Regions from separate parts of the Zea mays genome. Here region 1 is linked to region 2. A link is a contact called in public Hi-C data. All regions are on one chromosome and are shown on one strand. The core of a region is the stretch at or near the end of the contact, and the rest is flanking DNA. Distances in the headings are between cores, read along the strand shown. Region 1 has its middle 25 kb from the start of LOC100285811. Region 2 has its middle 22 kb from the start of LOC103646537.

Evidence for each region. Hi-C and Micro-C count contacts between places; a contact is called where the count stands out from the background.
Region 1: a Hi-C map of leaf shows a contact between it and region 2, with 3 times the contacts expected there. The contact joins two enhancer-like sites. A contact is called at or near these places in 3 of 25 Hi-C or Micro-C datasets (ear and leaf).

Annotation. Positions count from the first base shown.
Region 1 is chr2:64,731,159-64,735,303 of Zm-B73-REFERENCE-NAM-5.0, forward strand. No RefSeq gene overlaps it. Among protein-coding and RNA genes, the nearest start is that of LOC100285811, 25 kb to the left of the region's middle. Within about 2 kb of position 2,468, at least 10 of the 20 cell types and tissues checked have an H3K27ac peak or open chromatin away from gene starts, as enhancers often do. A contact at or near this core is called in leaf, where this site is marked.
Region 2 is chr2:64,560,174-64,564,762 of Zm-B73-REFERENCE-NAM-5.0, forward strand. No RefSeq gene overlaps it. Among protein-coding and RNA genes, the nearest start is that of LOC103646537, 22 kb to the right of the region's middle. Within about 2 kb of position 1,563, at least 17 of the 20 cell types and tissues checked have an H3K27ac peak or open chromatin away from gene starts, as enhancers often do. A contact at or near this core is called in leaf, where this site is marked.

The sequences.
Region 1 (4,145 bases), core at 1,218-3,717, 170 kb after region 2:
AATTTGAACTGCAGGTCACTCGAAACTTGGAAAACCGTGCATGAAAAAATGATATTCATGGTACTTAGCATAAGTTACGACCGATTTCAGAAGCGTACCGGAAACTTTGAGCAACATGCTCACTAAACATGGCCGTGAACTTGGCATCCACGTGTTTAAAAATTGTATAAAACACAAACAAAGTCAGAAAATCATGAAACTTGTCCCCGTGTCATGATATCATATGTATAGGCTGTGATAAAAATTTTAGAGTATTTGAAGAAAGTTGTGAGACACTATGTGTAGAAACCTAAGAGGACTACACATGAAATCATAGAGTTTCAATGTGGATCTCTTAGGTTTCTACACATAGTGTCTCACAACTTTCTCCAAATACTCTAAAATTTTTATTACAGCCTATACATATGATATCATGACACGGGGACAAGTTTCATGATTTTCTGACTTTGTTTGTGTTTTATACAATTTTTAAACACGTGGATGCCAAGTTCACAGCCATGTTTAGTGAGCATGTTGCTCGAAGTTTCCGGTACGCTTCTGAAATCGGTCGTAACTTATGCTAAGTACCATGAATATCATTTTTCATGCACGGTTTTCCAAGTTTCGAGTGACCTGTAGTTCAAATTTGAATTTTCCGAAGAAATTCAAATAAACGAACTAAATCTACTAGATATTGCAAACACTGTTATAATTGTCCCAAAATGATACATGTAGATCTATATAGTTTAGAAACATACCACAAAAAGTTTGGTGCTGAAAACAAAAAAAAAATACAAATGTACTTTGCCGAGTGTCGAGTGGTTGACACTCGGCAAAGTAGGCTTTGCCGAGTGTCCAGGGGTGGCACTCGACAAAGAAGAGGAAAGTAGCCTTTGCCGAGAGCCCCCGGATGGCACTCGGCAAAGAAGGCGCCTTTGCCGAGTGCCGCCGATCTGGCACTCGGCAAACCATATTTTAAAAATAAAAAAAATCTTTGTCGAGTGCCGCATCGCGGGCACTCGGAAAAGAACATAAACTTAGCCGATCCGACGGCTTCTCCTTCTTCTCTCTCTCACTCACGCTCACTCGCTACACGCGCCCACGCCCGCGCCCACCCTCGCCGCCGACGTCGCGCCCACGCCCACCCTCGCCGCCGGCCACGCGCCGCCGGCCTGCGCCCGCTCGCCCGTGCGCCTGCCGCTCGCCGCGCGCCCGCGCGCCGCCCACGACCGCCGACGACCCCGCGCCGACGACCTCCACGCCGTCAACCGCTCACGACCTCCACGCCGTCACGCTCGTTCGCCGTCGTGCACCGTCCACGCCGAGTGCCCGAGAAAAAGTACTCGGCAAAGAAGTCTTTGCCGATGCACTGTTTGCCGAGCCTTCTTTGCCGAGTGTTACACTCGGCAAAGCCTTTGCCGAGTGTTACACTCGGCAAAGCCTTTGCCGAGTGTTTTTAAGGCTTCGTCGAGTGCTTCCGGCACTCGGCGAAGCTATTGATTCCGGTAGTGATACACGTTCTTTACTTCTTTTTAGGATTATAACTGTATACATATACCACTTAGCTTTTGTGTAATTCATGTTGATGCCATAGAGTGGCATGAAAATGAACTAACTTTCATTTTTTTTCAAAAAAATTGTGTGTCATGTTTCTAAGTAGTGACCCTTCCTTTTTAACAGCATCAGCTGCTGCAGGTGCAGGCAACCGCCGCCATTACTCGTGGGTACAAAGGGTGCACGCAAGGTTTGCTTATGTCCGGGAACAGCGTCCAGACACGGATCGTTTTCCGGTGCGTCAGCGCTTTAAATTCCCCGGAAAGGAGTAGTTGCGATCTGCCGGCATGCACATGATGACGAGGATACGATATCAGCCACCCGCCGGCCGGCCGGGCCGTCCCACACATCTATCGCCATGCCATGGATGCACGCAGCCTTGTCCCGCGCGATCTTCGCTATCACATCGATCCGTCGTCGTCGTCGTTCCATCGTCTGACACGGCCGGCCGGTCGTTTTCCAAACAGTAGAAAAGGTCCCAACTGGGAGATCGGTTTCGCGGGGCCGGCGGTATAGTGTACGTCCAACCAGATGCAACTGCCAAAACTGTTTTCCGATCCGGCTGCTCTCTCTCTCTCTCTCTCTCTCTCTCTCCGTCGTCGACGACGATGCATGCGCCTGCCATGCACCTCTCTCTCTCTCTCCGTCGTCGACGACGATGCATGCGCCTGCCATGCACCACTTGTCCACTTGTCACGTCGTACCCCTCGCTGATACGATCACAAGATTAATTAAACCCCACACCATGCATCGATCTAGCTAGCAAGCTCGATCTAAGATATCAAATTAGAATTCGCAGCTGATGCATACATATGGTGCATGTGTCCTTTGACTGGGCGGCTGAAGGAGCTTTGACATGCATGCATGACGATGCAGAATGCATGGGGCCGCCGGCCGGCCGGGGCGCACGCTAACGTGGGACGTCGTCGTTCGTACAACGAGATCCCAAACCGACCAAACTGCCGTGGTCCATATATATGCCTCCTTTCCTCCAATCCTGCTCCTGACGAGATTAGCTGCTGCTAGTTATTTCTGATAACTAACAGTCCTCTCTTCGCTTCATGTATTTAATTTTCGGGGACATATCCGGTGCACATAGAAGATTGGTGCACATGGTGCACATATTAAATCATCACCACTAATTTTAGATCTAACGTCTCTAGTTGATTATTTAATTTACAAATAACACCTCCACCACTACACACACTACCGGAATTTGGCTCTTTGCCGAGTGCCATATTCTTTGCCGAGTGTTTTATTTCGGGCACTCGGCAAAGAGCTCTTTGCCGAGTGCCACACAAAAAACCCTCGGTAAAAGAAAACACTCGGCGAAGAAGCTCTTTGCCGAGTGTTTTATTTTTGACACTCGGCAAAGAGTTTCTTTGCCGAGTGTCTTTTTTTGACACTCGGCAAAGGGCTCTTTGCCGAGTGTCACAAATACAACACTCGGCAAAGAGCTCTTTGCCGAGTGTTTTTTCTCCAACACTAGGCAAAGTCAATTTAAAAATCACATTTTAAAGTAGTAAATTAATTCAAATGAAAAAGTTTTCAACTACAAATTTGTATAACTCATCATGATGTACAATTTATATATTGAACATTTCTTCATATGACAAAATAAAAATAAATTTGTTCATAAAACCCATATCTCTCTCGTATAGTTTATGAAACTACGAGAGAGACGTATAGAATTTGTGCATATTGTTAGAACCATCATCTGAGATAAACAAATTATCAAACAACCAAAATAAACTTTGTAGATCTTGAGAAGTTATAGAAGTTTATAGTTGACAACTTTTTCATTTGAAGTCATATTGTCAACGAAAACTACGTCTGAATTTAAAAAATTTAAAATTTGAATTTTGAAAACGACTTCGAAAGGAAAAACCACCAACATGAAAGTTGTAGGTATTGAAGAGTTATGAAACTTTGTAGTTGACAATGTTTTAGTTTGAAATCATCTTGTTATGCAAAACTATGTTTGAATTTTGAAATTTGAATTTTTCAAACTGTCTCGAATGGAAAAACCATCAAAATAAAAGTTGTAGGTTTTGAAATGTAATGAAACTTTGTAGTTGACAATTTTTTGATTTGAAATCATCTTATCATTGAAAATTTCGTGTGAAGTTTTTAAATTTAAAATTCAAATTTTATAAACGGTCTCGGATGTAGAAACTATTAAAATAAAACTTTTAGATCTCAAAAAGTTATGCAACTTTATAGTTGGTCATATTTTCAAATGAACTCATTTAGTGCCTTAAATAATCAAATTACTCTCGATTTGTTATAGTATATGGGGAATGGAAACGTAATATAAACATAATTGGTGTAGTAGTGTAGTGGTATAGGAGGTTATGCGTGAGAGAGAGGTTGCGAGTTCGAATCTCACCATTTACAAAACATATAAGTTTGATTCAAACTAATAGTAAAAAATGATAGGGCAACGGGTAAGGTAATAGGAAGGGTTGTAGAGTTGTTCCTAGAATTTAAAAAATGTTTTGCTGTTTTTTTTTAAATTTTTTCGATTCTTAATTTGCCGAGTGTTTTTCTTTGCCGAGTGCTTTTTGACACTCGGCAAAGTCTTTGCCGAGTGTCCGAAAAAAAGCACTCGG
Region 2 (4,589 bases), core at 313-2,812:
CCTTAACTCCAAACCTGGTAGCTTGCACACAAGTTAAAAGAGGCATTCTTAACAACAAGTGGTGAGCTAACAAGACCTAACACTAAGCTACACTACTGATTAGAGAGCAAGAATTAAAGTAGCAACCAAACAAACTACTAGCCTAGACAAACTACTCAAGCAACTACACAAGCACAATTAATGAATTGAAAATATTAGTGTAGAAAGAGCAACCCTATAACTCTCAAATGAAAAGAACTGGATCCTCACCAATCCCGACAAACACAATCACCAAGTCAAGCAAGTGAGTGAGAAGTTTGTTTATCCTTAGGGATGTATATATGTCAACATGTGGACAAGAGATCCACTGACAGAGCAATCATCTATTCATATAGGACTAGCATATAGCCCATGATAACACTACGATCCTATAGAGGGAAGGAGAGGGGTCAACGATGGTGGTAGTGTGAGGGGAGGGGTTGGCGGTGGCGGCATGAGTGGGGGCGAGGGTTGCAGGGATGCGGGGGAGGGGAGGCTGGGGGCGGCGAGGTCGCGGGGGAGGGGGAGGTATGATTCAAATAATATTGTTCATTGGATTTGAGTGAGTCAGAGAGAGAGGGTTATCCAACGATCTAAACCATTGGTTTTGATGGTGTATTAAGTCTGTGTGTAATTTGTTTGGTGAATTTAATGGAGGTTATGGATGTGGGGTGATTTGGTTGTGTGGGTTTTGTTAAGTTTAAACTGGTAGATTATATAGTGGGGTAGACTACAGGAGCGAGAAGTTCTAGTCCTTATACCTCTCAAACAACACCTATGTGCTGTGGCACTCAAATCGGCTTATTGGGGCTAGTCTGACTGTTCACGTGCAATGGCCGGGAAAATAAGCTCCCAACGTTAAACTGCTAAACCGAGTTACTCTGGTGATTTGTTAGGGTGTGTTCAGTTAAGGAGTGGAGGAGAATGAAGCGGCTCCATTCCTATTTTCTATATGTTTGATTTCCAACGAAAAAGGGGCGGAGCAGCTCCTAGAGTCTCCACATGGGATATAAATAGTTGAGATGCTCTCGTTCCACCAAAATGACCGGACACGAGCCGTCTCCTGAACACGAGCCCTCTTCTTCCTCTCCTTCCATCCACACTTTATGGCTCTCCAACCAAACGAGGAACATAACGGCTTCGCTTTATTCTATTTTTTACCAAACAAAAAATAGAGTGACTTCGTTTATTTGTCAAACATAGAATATAACGGTTCCATTCTCAAAAACTGTAATAGAGTTGCTCTGCATTCGAATTAACTCCATAATCAAACACACCGTTACTTATCCGATGACTCATACAACAGACTAATCTGGTGTTATACAAAGACGTCCCAAACTTGATTTTTCATCAAAAAATATGGTAGTGTCTCATACTCTCATGTGCATGCTCCCGTGCTAGCAGTCAGACTGGTGCCCCGTTGTAATTCTACCAGCCATTGTTGTTCAGCAGGCCCAACGGCCCACTTAACCTAAGGACCAGATTATGCGTTCATGGGTTTTTGAATTCACTTGCTCCAATGTGTCGAAAAGGGCTAGCGGTCTAACCGGCTTGGGCTAATAGTCAAACTGCCAGGAACTCCAGGTCGGCCCAAATATCGTGTGAGCAGTACTTCGTGTGGGCTTGTTACCGGATAAATCCAGTGAGGCACAAGATAGCCCCCAAAACTCCATTTTCAAATTGTTTCAATGTGCTAGCTTTTTGCAAGTGTTCCTACACTTTATTTATGTGACTTAGTATTTTTCAAATATTGTTAATGATTTTCTCTTGTATTCTCACCATATTACTATGTCATAGTGCAAATGTTAGCACTAAACAATCGTCGTCACTTAAGAGCCCCTATTACAATATTGGCTATCTATCCGAAATGTAACAATAAAAGCAAAATCCTAATATTATACATTTTCTGATATAGATATAGATACAAGTATAGATATAGATATAGATATGTGAGCAGTAATGCTTTGTCTCATATAACACGCAGGTGATCTGATAGATGACCAGTGGCCGTCGTCTCTTAATTACATCTGTAGGGGCTATAGATGTCATTATTATTAGAAGGGACACCTATTGTTTACTCTATACTTGATCCCATGGCTATAGTTCGAGATACAATTGTATATTTCATGATAATTTGATTCCATAAAATACATAAATATATATGTGGCTAAATATTTTTATTTTCTCATATTTGTGTGAGACTTTTCTCAAAGTATATTTATGTTAATACATGCATAGGTGCATATAGATAGATATAAGACGGTCTCCAGCACCCACGATAAAACGTCATGTACTCTAAAATTTAGATAAGATTCATGTCCTCTACGCATGCACACAACAACGTCCTCTAAATGATTCTATAAATTTAGGAAACGCTGCAGGATTCTCTATATAGAGAGTTTATCTCTCCTTTTCTCTATACATTTTAATACTTTAAATAACAGATTTAGTAAAATTAAAATATGTACAATGCGTTTAAGAGTATAACAAATACATGCATAAAAAAATAAAAATAAAATATGTCTCTAATATATGTATATTTACGTATATAGAACGAGATATAAAGGACACTGCCGGAAATAAAGATATATCGGTGAGAGATTTTTTTAAGGAAAGTCGGTAAATGACGGATATAGATGATAAATATAGATGACGTTGTTGAAGACAGTCTAAACTCACAGGACACGTTTGTGACCCGGCCGGTGATGTTTGTGACCGTCTCCTAGATTCGTAATGGCCTAATGGGTATGTATTTGTTAGGAAATATAATAGATATCGGATACGTATCTAATTGATTCGGACGGACTCTTTGGATGAACGAACCTTAACTATGAATATTTATGGCTATAGTTCGAGATACAATAAACTATTGCATGAAAATTTGATTCCATATATAACGTGCCTGGATAAGTGAACAAATATTCCTCTCTTAGTCATATTTGCGTCACACTTCTCTAGAGTACATTTCTGTTAAATACACGTGATAGATAGATAGATAGGTAGATAGATAGATAGATAGATATAGAATTAATTTAACAGAGGGACACTATACATATAGAGAGATAGATGATAGATATATAGTCAGGCTGCAAGAGATATATAATATATCATGCATTATACTCATTCTCTATTACATAAAACATACAATGTACACGGTGGCACCATCTCTAACTTTGGCTGAAGCAGCAGTTCAGCTGTAAAGAGATTTTGGCTGTATTTATTTCTTTATGTACGGGTGGCAAAGGTCACACATAAACAACATATCCAGAAGTTCTTGTAATTAAGAGTCATCTAGACTCCAGAACATCTCTAATATTTTTATAAATCAATTACTCACATTAATTATTAGATGTCTCAGTATAGATTACTACATTAAATCAATTAGTTATATCATAATTAGCTACCACTAGAAAAAGGCTCGATGCCTACGGCCGAGGTATAACTTTTACATGCAGTTTTGGTTATCGAATGCAAGTAAAATAAAATTTACGGCCTGATTCAAGGAACAATAGCTGGAAACATATTTTTATCGACAATTTTCGTAAAAACCGTAAGTGCAAATTGTGTATTTTTACTAGTGGTTTTCTTAAGGAACCACCCATAGAAATAATTCAACATCGACTTTTGAGTTTTTCAAATGACTTCGTATGAAAAAACCATCAAAATAAAAGTTGTAGATCTCTATAAGTTATGAAAGTTTATAGTTGACAACTTTTTCATTTGAAATCATTTGGGCTCTAAAAATGCATTTGGATCTGCCAAATTTAAAATATGTTTTTTTGCAAACGACCTCGGATGGAAAAAGTACTAAAATAAAAGTCGTAGAACTTAAAACGTTAATCAACTTTGTAGTTGAATTTTTTTCGTTTGAATTCGTTTATAGCCTCAAACAATTAATTTACACTCGTTTTGTTCTAATATGTGAACAAAACCACAATCCAGACACAAGTATGTGAAGGATGGAGTGATAGAGGAGGCAACATGTGAGTGTGAGGTCATGTGTTCAATTCCTACCCACCATATAGCGCACAAATTTTGCGTGAGAAATGTTGCTGGTGGGGCCTCTCCCAATTAAAATATTTTTTTGCTATTTTTGCACCCACTTTGTGTTTCTGGAAAGGATTTGTACTTGCGATTTGTTACCTCAACAATCAGTGAAAATCCAGTTTTCACTGGCAGTTTTTCTTAGCTCAACCGCCAGTAAAAATTTATTTCCGCTGGTGGTTCTCAACTAACTGCTTGTGAAAAGAATGATTTCTACATGGCCCTACCACTAGAGGTTCTAAAAATCGTATATGAAAATAGGTTCCGAACCGCCTCTATATAGCTTCTTTGTACTAGTGTACTTACCAATTTACATATAAAACTTAACAACATAATAATTTCACAGATCTTTTTAGGAGAAATAACAAAATCCAACAAATAAGCATCTTTGGTTTTGATATTCCACACCATTAGCTTTGTAGCAAAGCACACCCCTACATTGTTTTGTTGTAAAAACCACCCTAGCACACACATGCAACTAACTGAGTACATTTTGGCTACTGTCCCAACTGTAATCTCATACAGGT